2 separate regions of the Canis lupus genome follow, and region 1 is linked to region 2. Evidence: chromatin contacts called from public Hi-C data. All regions are on one chromosome and are shown on one strand. Each heading gives the region's core, a stretch centred on a gene start, on an enhancer-like site or on the middle of the called end of the contact. The rest is flanking DNA. Distances are from core to core; before and after follow the strand shown. Region 1 holds the start of TRMT10A (tRNA methyltransferase 10 homolog A). Region 2 holds the start of H2AZ1 (H2A.Z variant histone 1).

Region 1 (2,700 bases), core at 136-2,635, 320 kb before region 2:
GCAGTATCGGAAGCGCCTGATTCAGCCGTCAGGCCCCGTGGGAGGATCAGGCTGGGACCCGGGGAGATGGGGAAGAATGAAAAACAACCAAAACGAAAAGGGAGAAAGTCGTCTGCTGCTATCCTCTGTATAGCTCCAGAAAAACTGCCGAATTTTAACACTTTAAACATTTCACTGAAATCAACGCCTCGGTCCTCCTTAAAAACTATCCTGGGCTCACCACCATGGGGCCTACAGCACCTGCAGCACCTTTCGGCGGGCCTCTAGGGCACACGGCGCCCAGCCAGCCCCTCCCTCGTCGGAGAAAGGAGAGGAGGCCGATGGCAAAACCTAAAGCGGCTGCTCACGGTCTCTCGCCACCAAGTGGCAGAACCACAGCTCGTCCTCCAGCCTCTCAGAGTCTAGATTTCCCTCTCCCTTCATTATTTGGAAACTCACACTCTTCATACACTAGGGACCGGATCCCGACCCCCAAACAAACGCCGACCGGAGGCGCCCCCACAGCGCGTGGGTAGGGCCTCGCCTCCCTCTCGCCTCCAGGCACCCGCCTACGGACGCACTGGAGGAGGGATTAAACCGCAGCCAGCCAATCAGGGAGCTGCTTGGCGCCGGGGACGCGCTCTATCTGACATCACTTCCTCTGCGAACTGGGTCGCGCCGCTTCCACAGCCCCACTCCCCTGTCCCCCGGAAGCCGTGTGGCTAGTGGAGGCTGGCACTTGCAAGAGCCTCTTTTGCGCCCAGAGAAGACCAGAGAGTAGGCAAACGCCAGCGGCAGTGCCAGGTGACTTACCGAGCTGAGGAGTTGTCAGGGAACCGAGAGCACCAACACAGAGCCTTCTCCTAGTGGTCTTGCTACGGCTCACGAATCTTCCCTAGGGAACTTCAACTCCCAGAGGCAGGGACGGTAGCTACGCGTAGGAGACGGCGACGCTTACGCCTTTACGTCATCGAACTGCGCCACGTTTGGACCCGCAGTGGAAGAAAGGGGAGGGAGTTCATGTTGGGCGGAGTTGGAGTTTTTGGAGTGGGGGTGAGGGGTAGTTACGGTGATGTCTGTTTTTCCACCTCCAAGCAAGTGTGTATTTGCAGGCACGTGTTCATTTATATCTTCCTTTGGGGACGAGGGCGGTGTTAAGACACACTTACTCTTAAAAATGTTTAATTCGAGTCCACGGTGGAGGGCTCTTTAATTCTCTATGATGATGAGATGAAAGGAAAGCATAGCTGTGCCTAAACTATAATGTGTGCAGAAGAAAGTTGTCGGTATCACACGGTTGCACGCGACTCAAATGAAAAATCGAATTTTAAGAAGGAGTCAAACTCGCAGTAAGATGCACTTAAATCTAGACTGCTTAAACGTTTTTATTAAAACTATAGTCCTAAATCTTATTCGCCATTCATTCCTTGAACTGTTTTTCCTATGCTGTTTTGCAAAACATCATGTGACATTTCATTGTTCCTAATACATGACCTTATATGATCTTTTTTGCTATATATAGAGCAAGTCAACTGAGGGACAACTGAAACATAATCTAGTAGACTGTCGTTTTCTATTTAGCTTTTGTTTTGGCCTACTTCTAATAGGTAATTACTACGGAATTTGAAGATAAGAATGAGATTTGAGTGGATGAATTAGAAGACTGCCACATTGGTACGGGAAGAATTGTGAAGTAAATTACTCTTGATATTTGAAAACATATTTGAGCCTGTTTAAAGGTTTTAATAAACAAAATTAAATGCAGGATTTGAGTTCTCTAGTCAGAAAACTGAAATCATTTTTGCTTTAAACCCTCAAATTTTACTTGAAAAGCTGTGTCAGCTATAACATTGTTGTGGGTCACTCCCTATTTCTTCCTCGTCTTAAATCTAAAAGATCTCCTGGCTGAACATTGACAACAAAGTCTGGATCCATTTCTGATGTTAGTAGGGCATCTTTTTTTCAGCTGCCTCTATATCAGGCTAAAGAGTAGCTGAGGGAGGATTAGTAATTGGATATGTAGCCCTTCACATGTAGGTCATTAAACTCAAGCTGGCATAGTGACATGCCATATTTTTCAGCAGCTGTTCAGTGCCTCTCAGGATTCTGATTATGAGTAATTACATATTTTTCAGTGTTAATATTTGGCATCCTTATATATTTAAAGCAGAATTTTTGAAGTTACCTTAAAAATTCATATTGTCATCGTGGAGCCAATAAGTTTTCTTTTGATACAGCCACTTTAACTTTACAGTCTAACTTTTACAGGTACAAATATTTAAGTGGTTCTACTATCAGTACAAAGCAAGCACCAAGAAAAGTGCCAGCAAGAAGAGGGGGGAGATTTAATCAGAAATTGAAGTATAATATAGACTGTACTTGAAAGTAAATTCATGATAGGAAATAATCTTATTTTCATTGAATTGTATAACTTCATGTATTTGTTCATGAGACACATTCATTGAGTTCATGTTTTTGTCTTAGTACTGTTGATGCAAAGATAACTAAATCATAATCTCTGTCCTTGTAAGAATCCATCAACTGGTGAGAGAGCCAGCTGTAAATAAATACCCTTACAATGTACAGTGTGCTTGAGATGCCTATACATGGAAAGGAGACACTAACTGCTCTTGGAGACAGGAGATTTAGTTTTAGAAATTAATTTTGCTTCATCTCGGAAAGCAAGTGGTTTTCGAGATATCAAGAAGAGAAAGGTATTCA
Region 2 (2,700 bases), core at 76-2,575:
AACACAAGCAAACGGGGGCACGCAATTTTATTTCCAAGAGCAGCAAACTCCACCAAGCCTAGTAGGATCCCTCAATGAACACCAGCCCCCTCTAGCGTTCTCAGAAGCTTCTAGCCGTGATTAGGGCCTGGGAGTTTTTCTTGCATCACTTTCCTCCTTCCCTCTCGCCGCCTCCCCCCAGCCCCCCCAAACCTTTTCCAGATTATAGGCGTACACCCATTTACCTCTGCGGTGAGGTACTCCAGGATGGCTGCGCTGTACACAGCGGCAGTCGCGCCCACACGTCCATGACTGGTCGTCCTAGATTTCAGGTGTCGATGAATACGGCCCACCGGGAACTTAATTTTAAGCACACAAACATAAATGCACAAAGATGTTAGAGTCAAAGACGGCAATCTTACGCGCGCGCCAAAGCAAGGGGGCACGGACGCTGGTGCAGCAACGCGCCCCGGCATCGACACACGTGATCGGCCCCCCCCCCTCGATATTTATCGTATCGGCGAACCAAGTCGCGACACCGCATCACCCACGCAGAGACGAAACGCCCATCTAGAGCGATGATAAACAAGAAAAGAGGCGGAAAGGAAAACGCCACGATCCCTGGACTGCACGAGCCACCACTGACCTGCAAGCCGGCTCTCTGTGAGCGGGAAACCGCCTTTGTCTTGGCCTTTCCGGAGTCCTTCCCAGCCTTACCGCCAGCCTGCGGCGCGCACACGCCCGCGAGCGAAGGAGGAACGGGGAATATAGGATTACCAGGGCGGCGCGCCCCTCCCCCACCGCGGCGCGGCCCAGGCGCGAGCGCGGCCCCGAGCCCGGCCGGGGTCTCCGGGCAGCCGCGCGCCGCAAGGGCGACCCCGCCCGCCCGCCCGCCCGCCCCCGCGGCGCGCCCGCCCGCCGCGGCCGCGCGCCTCCGTCCGCCCGCCGGCCCCCAGCGGCGCTGCGCGCGCCACCCAACCGCCGCCGCCCGCCGCGAGAGCGGAGGCTGCTCCGCTCGCCGCCGACAAAACACCTCCCCCCGCTCTTCCCAATCCTGTCTCCGCGCGTTCCCAACCGTCGCCGCTTCGCCCCCATCTCCCGAGCGTAACGGGTTTTTCTCCCATCGGCAAAAACCCGCGGGAGTCTTCGAGCGCCTCCGCCAAGTTTACCATTTCGAATTCTGCTGAAGCTCAAACAAGCAAGGCAGAGAAAGGACTAGTCAGACAGCCAGCGAGATCCCACCGCCTACTCCTCCGTCGCACCGCGATTCAAACTGCGCTGTCTCCCGCCTTCCCCGCGCCCTTTATACCGCTGAATGTTCCCTCATCCGGGAACTCGGACTGCTCATCCCACCAATGGCCGCCGCCCGCCCTCGGGACGCGTCCTTGAGGCCTCGGCCAATGAGCAGGCGAAGAGCAGGGCGGGGGGGCGGGCGCTCCGCCGCTCGAGCCGCTATTGGGGCGTGGGGAAGGAGGTGGGGGGAGGGCGGAGGGATGGGAACTGAGGAGAAGAAGGGCACGGCGGCGGGAGGGAAGAAACAGAGCGAGCTACGCTGCGGGAGCGAGGAGACCCGCCGGCCGCGGTCACGTGTCCGGGGGAGGAGCCGAGAGGCTGGCCCAGGGGAGGGGCGCGCGGTGGCGCCCCCAGGCTCCGGGCCCGGTCCCGCCGGCTGCGCGTGGCGCTCTCCGGGCCTGGCTCCTTGCCGCACCGCCGCGACCGGAGCGCTCCAAGGCCGAGACCCGCTGACCCACAGCCTTTTTTTTTTTTTTTTTTTTTTCATTTCTTCCGTCCGGGGCCCGGGGCAGCCGCCTCCGCGCCCCCCTCTCCTCTGGTCTGACAGGTGGCGCGTCCGCGTCGCGGGAGGTGGCCCCACTCCTCGGTGAACCGCAGGCTTAGCAGGGATCTGGCGTTCCTTGCGCGTCGGCAAAGCCCCAGCCTCCGAGCCTCCGATCGCGCCCCGCTGCTCCCACGTCCTCTCGAGCTGTGCCTCCCACATTTTCTGTCGTCGCCACTTCTGGAGCGCGCCCCCCCCCCCGCGCCCCCGCGCCCCCCGCGCGCGAGATCGTTCCCCCGGAGCGAACGGTGGAGCAGAGGCCCCTCGAGGGTCACAAAAGGCCTTTTGGCCTCCGCACCGGAGGGCTGGGGCCGAGGCCGTATTCTTTCATCGAATCCTAAACCATGTTTTTCTGGAGGCTACACATCAGCGGGGCGTACTTCGAGCCTGATGTCTAGAGTTGATTTAGTGACACCTGAAAGCCACTACGTGTCAACTCTTCTATACAAAACCTTTCGCTACGTGACAAATGTTCTATAAATGTCACCGGGGTAACTTCTAGCAGGATTCACAGACAGTTACAGATGGTCCATGTAATCAATTGCAAATGGTGGGCTTAAAAAATAGTCCCGCACACCGAGGACTATCGTCATGCCAGCCACTTTGTCTTCCCGACTAACAGGCGAGTAACACCTGTGAGCATCTCCAGGCGCTCGCAGCGAGCTAAGTAGTTCATGATTATAGTTGTTAACGCTTTACCAGTATTTCCAACATGAAGTGATTCTGAAATACGTGTTGAGTACTTTTTTTTTTTAATTTTTATTTATGATAGTCACAGAGAGAGAGAGAGAGGCAGAGACATAGGCAGAGGGAGAAGCAGGCTCCATGCACCGGGAGCCCGACATGGGATTCGATCCCGGATCTCCAAGATCGCGCCCTGGGCCAAA

Evidence for each region. Hi-C and Micro-C count contacts between places; a contact is called where the count stands out from the background.
Region 1: a contact with region 2 is called in a Hi-C map of blood, with 4 times the contacts expected there. The contact joins the promoter of TRMT10A here to the promoter of H2AZ1 in region 2. A contact is called at or near these places in 3 of 9 Hi-C or Micro-C datasets (amygdala and blood).

The regions. Positions count from the first base shown.
Region 1 is chr32:18,311,492-18,314,191 of UU_Cfam_GSD_1.0, reverse strand. TRMT10A (tRNA methyltransferase 10 homolog A) reads right to left here and starts at 1,385. Exons shown (of 8, transcript XM_038582051.1): 1 at 793-1,385. It overlaps MTTP (microsomal triglyceride transfer protein large subunit), which reads left to right and starts at 657. Exons shown (of 18, transcript XM_038582043.1): 1 at 657-783.
Region 2 is chr32:17,990,423-17,993,122 of UU_Cfam_GSD_1.0, reverse strand. H2AZ1 (H2A.Z variant histone 1) reads right to left here and starts at 1,325. Exons shown (of 5, transcript NM_001287092.1): 1 at 1,149-1,325; 2 at 626-703; 3 at 225-338. The coding sequence starts at 1,151.